2 separate regions of the Mus musculus genome follow, and region 2 is linked to region 1. Evidence: chromatin contacts called from public HiChIP or PLAC-seq data. All regions are on one chromosome and are shown on one strand. The core of a region is the stretch at or near the end of the contact, and the rest is flanking DNA. Distances in the headings are between cores, read along the strand shown. Region 1 overlaps Tmem132e (transmembrane protein 132E). Region 2 has its middle 39 kb from the start of Gm11426.

Region 1 (4,026 bases), core at 263-2,762:
TTGAGGCCTCAGAAGCTCAAGCCAGTTCTCTGTTGCAAGCAGATTCTGATGTAGAACTCTCAGCTACCTCTCCAGCACCATGCCTGCTTGCCCACTGCCATGCTTCCCGCCATGATAATAATGGATAAACCTTTAGACTATAATCCAGCCTCAATTAAATGTCTTCCTTTATAAGAGCTGCCATGGTCATCCCTAACTAAGACATGACCGGCCTATACAGAGTGGGAAAGCCAGGTGTGGCAGTACAGGCTTGTCACTCCAGCATTTGAGAGGCTGAGGAAGTTTGCAGGTTCAAGGTCAGTCTAGACTACATAAGACACTCTCTCACAAAACAAAATCAAAGACATTTCCCTTAAAAGCAGTCTGTTAATAGCTCAGTGTTGTGGCACAAGTCTGTAATCCAAGCTACTTGTAAGACTGAGGCAGGAGGGTCCTAAGTTAAAGACCTGAGTGGTCTGTTGAGCAAGTTCAAGGCAGTCTGGGCAACTTGTCGAGACCATGTCCAAAATGGAAAAGTGAAAAGAGGGCTGGGAGCCTTGCAACACACAGAAGTGCTTGCTGTGTGGGTCTGGCAAACTGAGCTCAATGGCCAGATCCCGGGATGGTGGAAGAGAACCGACTCCTGAAAGTTGTCCTCTGACACATATGCTGTGGCATGCATGTGTGAGCGCACATTCACACACAAACTTTAAAAAGATTTTTAATGTAATTTTCAAAAGAGGGTTAGGGATGTGGCTCAGTGGTTCAAACCTTGGGCTCATCCTTAGGCAAAACACAAGTATGCACACACATGCTCATACACACAAATACAAGTCACACACACATATATACACATGCACATACACACATAGGACATACTCAAAGACACAGATATACACACAGAGACATGCTCACAGAGATACATACATACACATACACACACACAGGTAGATACACACACACACATGCACAACCACATATAAAGATACAGTCACACATACATACACATGCAGGTACACACACGCAGACACAGATACACACACGCAGACACATACAGAGATACGCAAAAGACACACACATGTAGACACACACACACATACACATGTAGAGACACACATACACCCTGTAGGAGGAATGCAGTCAAGCAAACACCCCAGCGTCATTTGGTCACCCTTCAGGCACCTGCTGACCTCACTTATTTCAGATCATGGGACTTCTTGAGTGTGTATGTGTAGAGGGTACATGTTATGTGGTACTTCTGTGACAGTATCGGACTAAAAACTCTTTCACCGACATGTGGAGGGGCCTCTGAAGGTTGCCCCACCCTCCCTCTGCCCAGAGGCATGGCCACAGCTTAGAGTTATCTTAGCACAGGACTCTTTCATCCTCTGCCAGAATGGGGCACAGGCTGGGGCAGACTAGCTTCCACAGGTGTTACTTCCTACATGATCCCACCTGCAGCAGAGTGGGTTCCCAGGGCACCCGAACCTCTATTCCCAAAGGAGCCACTTGGCTGCACCCAGCCTTGACACATAGCGTGGTTTCTCAGCTGGGCCTATCAGTACATGTCATACAGTTCATGCTCTGAGGGTCTCAAATGACCATGCAACAGTTGAGAGCAAGGGACCTGTGTCTGCTCACTCAGGATGTCACGGATGATTACAGAAGGAAATACAAATACTTTGCAGGCAGTTGAGGGGCAGCCCAGCCTGCTCTTGCAACTTCCAAGCGTTCTGGTCCTTCCCAGGCTATCTGGTTCCCAGAGACACCCTGGGCAGCCGAGTTCAGGTTCTGAACAGTCAGAGAACCTGGTTTCAAATCCTAGTCCAGCCTCTTTCCTGCTGTGGGCCTCTGAGTAACCTCTCTGGACTTATGTCACCTGTACTATACAGTGCCATCCACCTTCCCATCGTCCCCTTGGACTGGCAGTAAAGAAGGGCTTCCACAGGGCCTGCTCCAGAACTAGCTGGGTAACGGAGGCTGGCATCTGCTACAAATAGGGACCTTTCGGCCCAAGTCACGGGGCTTTCTCTCCTCGGAGTGCATCCACTCTTTGATTTCTTTCTTCTCAGCCCTGCTGGATGCCAGGGGGTTCACAGAGAGGTCACAACTGGTCTCTGAGGGGACAGACCTGCAAACAACTAACAGAGCTGCTGAAGGCATAGACCCAGGCCTAAGGAGCTCCAACCTGGAGGCCCGAGCAGAGCACCCAGCAAGAAGAGCATCTAGGAATTCCACAATCCCAGCACTCTGGGGTAGATACAGGAGGATTACAGTGAGTTCTAAGTCATCCTGGGTTATACACTGAGCCCCTGTCTCAAAACACAAAACACCGACCAAAAATACAGCCAAGAATAGCAAGTGGGAGGTGCTCAGAGTGAGAACCTGGCCCTCAGGATTCTGGGTTCTTACATCAGTGGTCATTTGCATGGGGTGAGGTACCTGTGTTTGGGGAAGGTAGTAAGGAATGAGGAGGGTCAGGAGACAGGGCAATGGGGGGGTTACTAGTTGGAGCAGGGAACACCTCCTCTCCTTATGGGCAATGGGTGGCAGAAGGTGTGTGGACAGATCAGCTGACCATGGAAGAAAGAACTCTGAGCAGTCAGCAGGGAAGAGATCCTGAAGGGGACACTCTAAGGATGTGGTTGCCTAAGTCTAACTGAGTGGCATTATTCCTGAGCATGAAGACAGACAGAAGAGCCTTCCTAGGGGCTCTATGAGGAGCCCAGGCTCCAGAGTCCATTTGCTGAGCTTGGTTGGCCTGGATCCACAATGACAACAGCTACCTGACCCATGGGCAACTTCTTGCCATTTCTGGGTCTGCAATGTGCTGCTGCTGCTGTTGCTGCTGCTGCTGCTGCTGCTGCTAGTGGCATTTTAAGCTTACAAATGAATTAAATAAGAGTGTCCAGGTCAGGGCCCATGACTATCTAGGCACTTGGTGCATGGTGCTTACTGTATTATTAAGTTTAAACATTTGTTTTTAAGAAAAAAGCAAGGAAGTTTCTCAGAATACAGCCTGAGTTGTTACACCTTGAAACTGCATTTAGTACTCTCTGCAATGGATGCGATTTGCTTTGTGATGGGGACTCAGTTTGCCATTACTTTTTCCTTTCACATATGTATTTCCCAATAATAATAATAATAATAATAATAATAATAATTATTATTATTATTATTATTATTATTATTATTATTAATTCCACTATATTTTTACAATAATTCCACTATATTTTTGGGGTTTTTTTTGCCAACTTTACACCAATGGAAAATGGGCATGCCAGACGATCTACTTCTCGTTATTTATTAATAAAGCAATATAGCAAAGAAGGGTCAACCACTTTGCGATGCTTGGGTTTTTTCTGCCCAATAAGCTTTCCCATCTGCTTCACTTCAGCAGCATGCCTGAGACACCCATCCATCCTCTGGGGTCCCAAGCTTTGCCAGTGAGAGCAACCCATTTCCCTCTGCACATTTATTCTAGGTCTCCTGGAACAGAGTCCAGACACCAGATGAGCTAAGGCCAGGTGTGGCGCGAGTGCGGGAAGGGAAGGATGCAGGCTCACAGTTACGGTTTGTATTTAACATCTGAGTGAAGGGAGTCCAGCCTAGGGGAAGGGCAGGACATTCATAGTGGGTCTGCTGGATCTTGAGGTTCTCAGCACAGATGGGGTACTCAGAAGGGCACATCAGCTAGGGGACTGGCACTGCAGAGAGGAGCCTTAGGAAGGTAGGAGGTCTTAGCCCAGGAGCCCAAAACACCCCCTCCCCTGGGAAAACAGATGTCTGGAGGAGGATCTTGTCCAGATCACACCTAGGGAAGGAGAAGCTGCGAGGGTCTCTCCTTGGTCTAAGCCAATGTAACTCTAGGTCTATCTGTAATCACCTAACAGGCTCCTAGGCAGGCAACTCACCACACACTTTTCCTTCTCTGTGGCTACCTGGAACAACACAGGCGTCCACTTCGCATGGATGAGGAAGCCTCTGGGCCTGGGAACCATGCACTGGCCTCCACAGCATACATCTGGTACAGCTGGCTGGCTGGAA
Region 2 (4,044 bases), core at 99-2,598, 260 kb before region 1:
GCTGCGCTGTGTTAAAGGGGTGTTAATGTTTTTCTTTCTTCTATGGCTTTCTGGGGCTGGTGGCCTCCCGAGGGCCCTGATTATATAGGCATGTGCCACTGTACCTGGTCAATGGAGTTCTCCTCTATGTGTCTTCCTCTGGGAGTCAGGAGACTCTGCATTAAACGTGCACCCAGTCCCCAAGTTTTTCTTTTCTTAAGAGAGTCAACTCCTGTCACTCTATGCTGGGTATTCGAGCCTGATGCCAGAGGTGATGGAGTTACAGCCAATCTTAGCTTGATTTCCCAGCTGAGGGCGGAGCCTGTAGTGTGAGGGCATGGAAGAAGCAAGACTATGTTAGCCAGCCATTGAGCCAAGTAGGTATTGAGCTAGGTAGGTGTTGGCATCCAGCCATAATACTCTCACCTCACGTGGCGCCTTGGTCCGTTGTGTGGGGGTAACTGGTGAGCTCAGAGGAGCAAGAAGATAACTGGTGCCCTCCTGCCTTCAACCCAGAAGGATGGCCATTGAGAGTTCTGCCATCCCAGAAGGGCCCAGCCCTAGGCCAAGAAAAATCAAAACAATGCTTGACAAATTCATTTCACTCTCTAACCAGGGTATCATACCTGTGTCCTTAATCAGACTTCTGCATGCCCAGTTTTCCCTGGGTCTTTGGCCTTCATTCCAGAAGGTTCCCATGCTCTGCAAAACTGAAAATGAATACATTTGTTACATTTTCCTTTCCTTTGTAGATCTGTCCTTTGCTATAGATGTATCTGCCAGGTACTTTCCTCTGTGTGAAGACGAGATAATGTGGTTTTGTCGCCTGTGTGGCCTCTATTTCTCTCCTAGAGTCCTGCTGAAACTGTGGCTGGATGTAAACACACTCACTGCTGGACACAGCTGGCTGGGCTCAGGGAGAATGTTGTTTGAAACTTTCCCCAGACCTCAGGTTATTGGATGAAAAACATTTCTTATGAGACTGGGTTTCTCTGTATAGTCCTGTCTGTCCTGGAACTCACTCTGTAGACCAGGCTGGCCTCAAACTCAGATATCCACTTGCTTCTGCCTCAAGTGCTTGTATTAAAGGAGTGCACCACCATGCCCTACTCCAAAAACATCTTAGAAAGCTAAGGGGAATGGAATACAGAGGAGGTCAAAGACTCCTGAGATCTGGATGGGGACTTGGGGAATCATTATTTAGACACTTTCAGGTTGTTACTTCATTTAGCTTCACAGTAACCATAAGAGGGCAAGCTGCGTCAGTCTCTCAGGATGGCAGAAGAGAAAACCCAGACTCTGAAAAATAAAGGCACTAAACTTCCCGGGTAGCACATCTGCCAGTGGTGGAGCTGGGGCAGGACTGGGGTTTCCTGTGCTCAGAGGACGTTTCCCACCAGATGGCTTCTTATTTCACACCCAGTTTTGTGAGCATTGAAGCTACTATGTCACCTCACCACTGGTGGCCTTGGTGGCCTCTTTTCTTTCTTTCTTTCTTTCTTTCTTTCTTTCTTTCTTTCTTTCTTTCTTTCTTTCTTTCTTTCTTTTTTTTTTTTTTTTTTGGTTTTTCAAGACCAGGTTTCCCTGTATAGCTCTGGCTGTCCTGGAACTCACTTTATAGACCAGCCTGGCCTCCAACTCAGAAATCCGCCTGCCTCTGCCTCCCAAGTGATGGGATCAAAGGCGTGTGCCACCACGCCCGGCTTGGTGACCTCTTTTTTAAGGCTGCATCTTCCCATTACTTCATACAACTAGCAATTGTAGACTGTATTGTGAATGCCATGCGGAAGGGACTTTGGGTTCTGTTATATTCCTCTGATGTATGTTGACTTGTATTATTTAAGATACGTTCTTATGTATCCCAAGCTGGACTTGAACTTGCTATGTAGCTGAGGATAACCTTGAACTCACAGTTCTCTTTCCTTGGCTTCCTAGGTGGAACCCAGGCCTCTATACTTCCCAGGCAAGTTCTCTGCCTGCTGAACTACAGCAAATTTTTAATTTGCTGAACTAAATCTTCAAGCCATTTCCCCTCTGGGAGGCAGCAGTGGAAGAGTCCGTTCAGTTTTGTAGTCTAAGCTGGTTGACTGAAGCTCCCCTGTGCAGGCATCTGAAGGACGGGGCACGGGCTGGGTGGACTTGGTATACAGAGATCAGGGTTTCCTTTCTCTTACTCTTCTCCAGCGCTCGCTTTCATTTTCTGATTCTTCCAGCCACTTAAATGGTTTTTCTATAATTTCAGCTACTTTGTGTGACATCTGCTCTAAGGAGCAAAGTCTAATAAACATGAAATGGTCTCACTACACTGTTCTTCTAAGAGTTGATTTCCTTCCCATTTTTGCTCTTCCCCTGCCCACCCCAAAGCTGATGTCTGTGGGTGGACAGCTTGTTAGGAACTGCTTACCTCTTATTAAAAAGCCTTGATCCTCTTTGAGTTGATAACTCCTTCTGTCTGTGGTTTGGGTCAGGCAGAGCCTGTGCTTCCTGCTACATCAGGACATCAGGTTCATGGGAGTCAATCTCAATACAGTGGCTCTTGGGAGTACTGGGGTGTGGTGCCTGTGACAACCTTCAGGTGGCCTTGTCTATACAGGTGCTCATTTCAATGTCACCTTTCTTGGGGCATCCATCTGGCCTCCGGTGGTCATTCCAGATGCCCTGGTCTACAGAGGTGGGTGTGGGCACTGTTCTTCTCACGGTGCCTCCATGGTGCAGTCTACTGGGAAAAGCACGGCAAGACCAGAGGATTGCAGTTGTCAATACCGGCTGAAGCAAGCATCTCTAAACCCTGCTCATGACATTTGTCAGATGATTGTCAACTGCTCAGCTCCCCCGCCTCCCCGCAGTCACTTCTGGAGCAGCGGGCATGAAGCAGGGGCTGGGGCAAAGTGGCTCCCACCCAAGATCCCCCTTCTCTTTCTTTGAAGATGGCAGGACAGTCAGGGCCTGGTGGTCCACCAGCTTTATAGAGTGCTTAAGTCTCTCCTGCCTTTCTTCTATTAAAAAAAATCTCTTCTCGTATGAAGACAGAAGAGAGACAACCCTTACACAGCCAAGAATTTTCGCTTTAAAGGCTTTTTGTAAGCTGCCCTTAACAAAACTTGAACATCTGGCTTGCGGTGCCTGTGCCAATGGTCAGCTGGAGGGAGTGCGTGACGATAGCGAGTGCCCAGGCTGAGGGAGATGAAGGCAGAGGCTGCCAAATATAACATGGCTGCGGTGCTCTCTGCCTTGGAGTGACTCCCCGATGCAGCTGCATAAGGAGGAAGAACACACCAGCTTGAGGATGTCTTTATGGGAGAGAAATTAGCTGAGGTGAGCCTATTTATGTCTAGATCTTAGTGTTTAAGACCCCAGAGAGGCAGGGACTGAGCCTAAGAGCCCCTAAAGTCAGGCTGTGAGCAAGAGGCTCCCCACACATGCCCACCCCACGCTGGATGTTTTTACATGTATCCTTAGGCTTCGTTCTTGTGACACTGAGGCAGGTGTGACCCACCCCCTCTACATCAGGAACCCAGTGTTGTAAGATGCTCATGCTGGAGGCTGGGGAGTGTTTAGGTCCCAGAACCTGCATAAAAGCTGAGTAGCTGCGGCTACCTGTAATCTCAGCATTCAGGATGCTCAGACAGGGATCCCAGGGGTAAGCTGGCTAGAGTAGCTGCAATCAGTCAGTTTCAGATTCAGTGAGAGAGCATGCCTCAATAAATTGGGTGGAAGAGCCTTCCAGAAAGACATTTAATGTCAATTCTGGGCCTCTGCTCCTACATGCATACACATGCAACCATGTACCCACACAGGCATGCCCACACAGATAGACACTCATGGATACAAACATAGAACCTATACACACACATGAAAAAAAGGAGGGGGCTGTTCCTCTCTTCAGTACATCTATGATCATCTACTGGGAAAAGCACTCCAGGAGCAGAGGCTCGCAGTTGCCAATATTGTCTGAGACAAGCATCTCTAAACCCTGCTCATGACATTTTCCTTTATATCTTGTCACCTCTCACATGAGCTGCAAACCCTGGCTTCCCAGGGCAACACACTACCTTCTACTTCCAG

The links. HiChIP or PLAC-seq counts read pairs in DNA pulled down with a chosen protein or histone mark.
Region 2: an H3K27ac HiChIP or PLAC-seq map of large pre-B cells shows a contact between it and region 1, with 2.2 times the contacts expected there. The contact joins two enhancer-like sites. A contact is called at or near these places in 2 of 484 Hi-C or Micro-C datasets (embryonic stem cells and nephron progenitors) and 1 of 115 datasets of contacts at active chromatin or transcription factors (large pre-B cells).

The regions. Positions count from the first base shown.
Region 1 is chr11:82,408,102-82,412,127 of GRCm38.p6, reverse strand. All of the region lies in intron 1 of Tmem132e (transmembrane protein 132E), which reads right to left. Among named protein-coding and RNA genes, the nearest start is that of Tmem132e, 21 kb to the right of the region's middle. Within about 2 kb of position 1,512, at least 7 of the 459 cell types and tissues checked have an H3K27ac peak or open chromatin away from gene starts, as enhancers often do.
Region 2 is chr11:82,670,310-82,674,353 of GRCm38.p6, reverse strand. No RefSeq gene overlaps it. Among named protein-coding and RNA genes, the nearest start is that of Gm11426, 39 kb to the right of the region's middle. Within about 2 kb of position 1,348, at least 5 of the 459 cell types and tissues checked have an H3K27ac peak or open chromatin away from gene starts, as enhancers often do.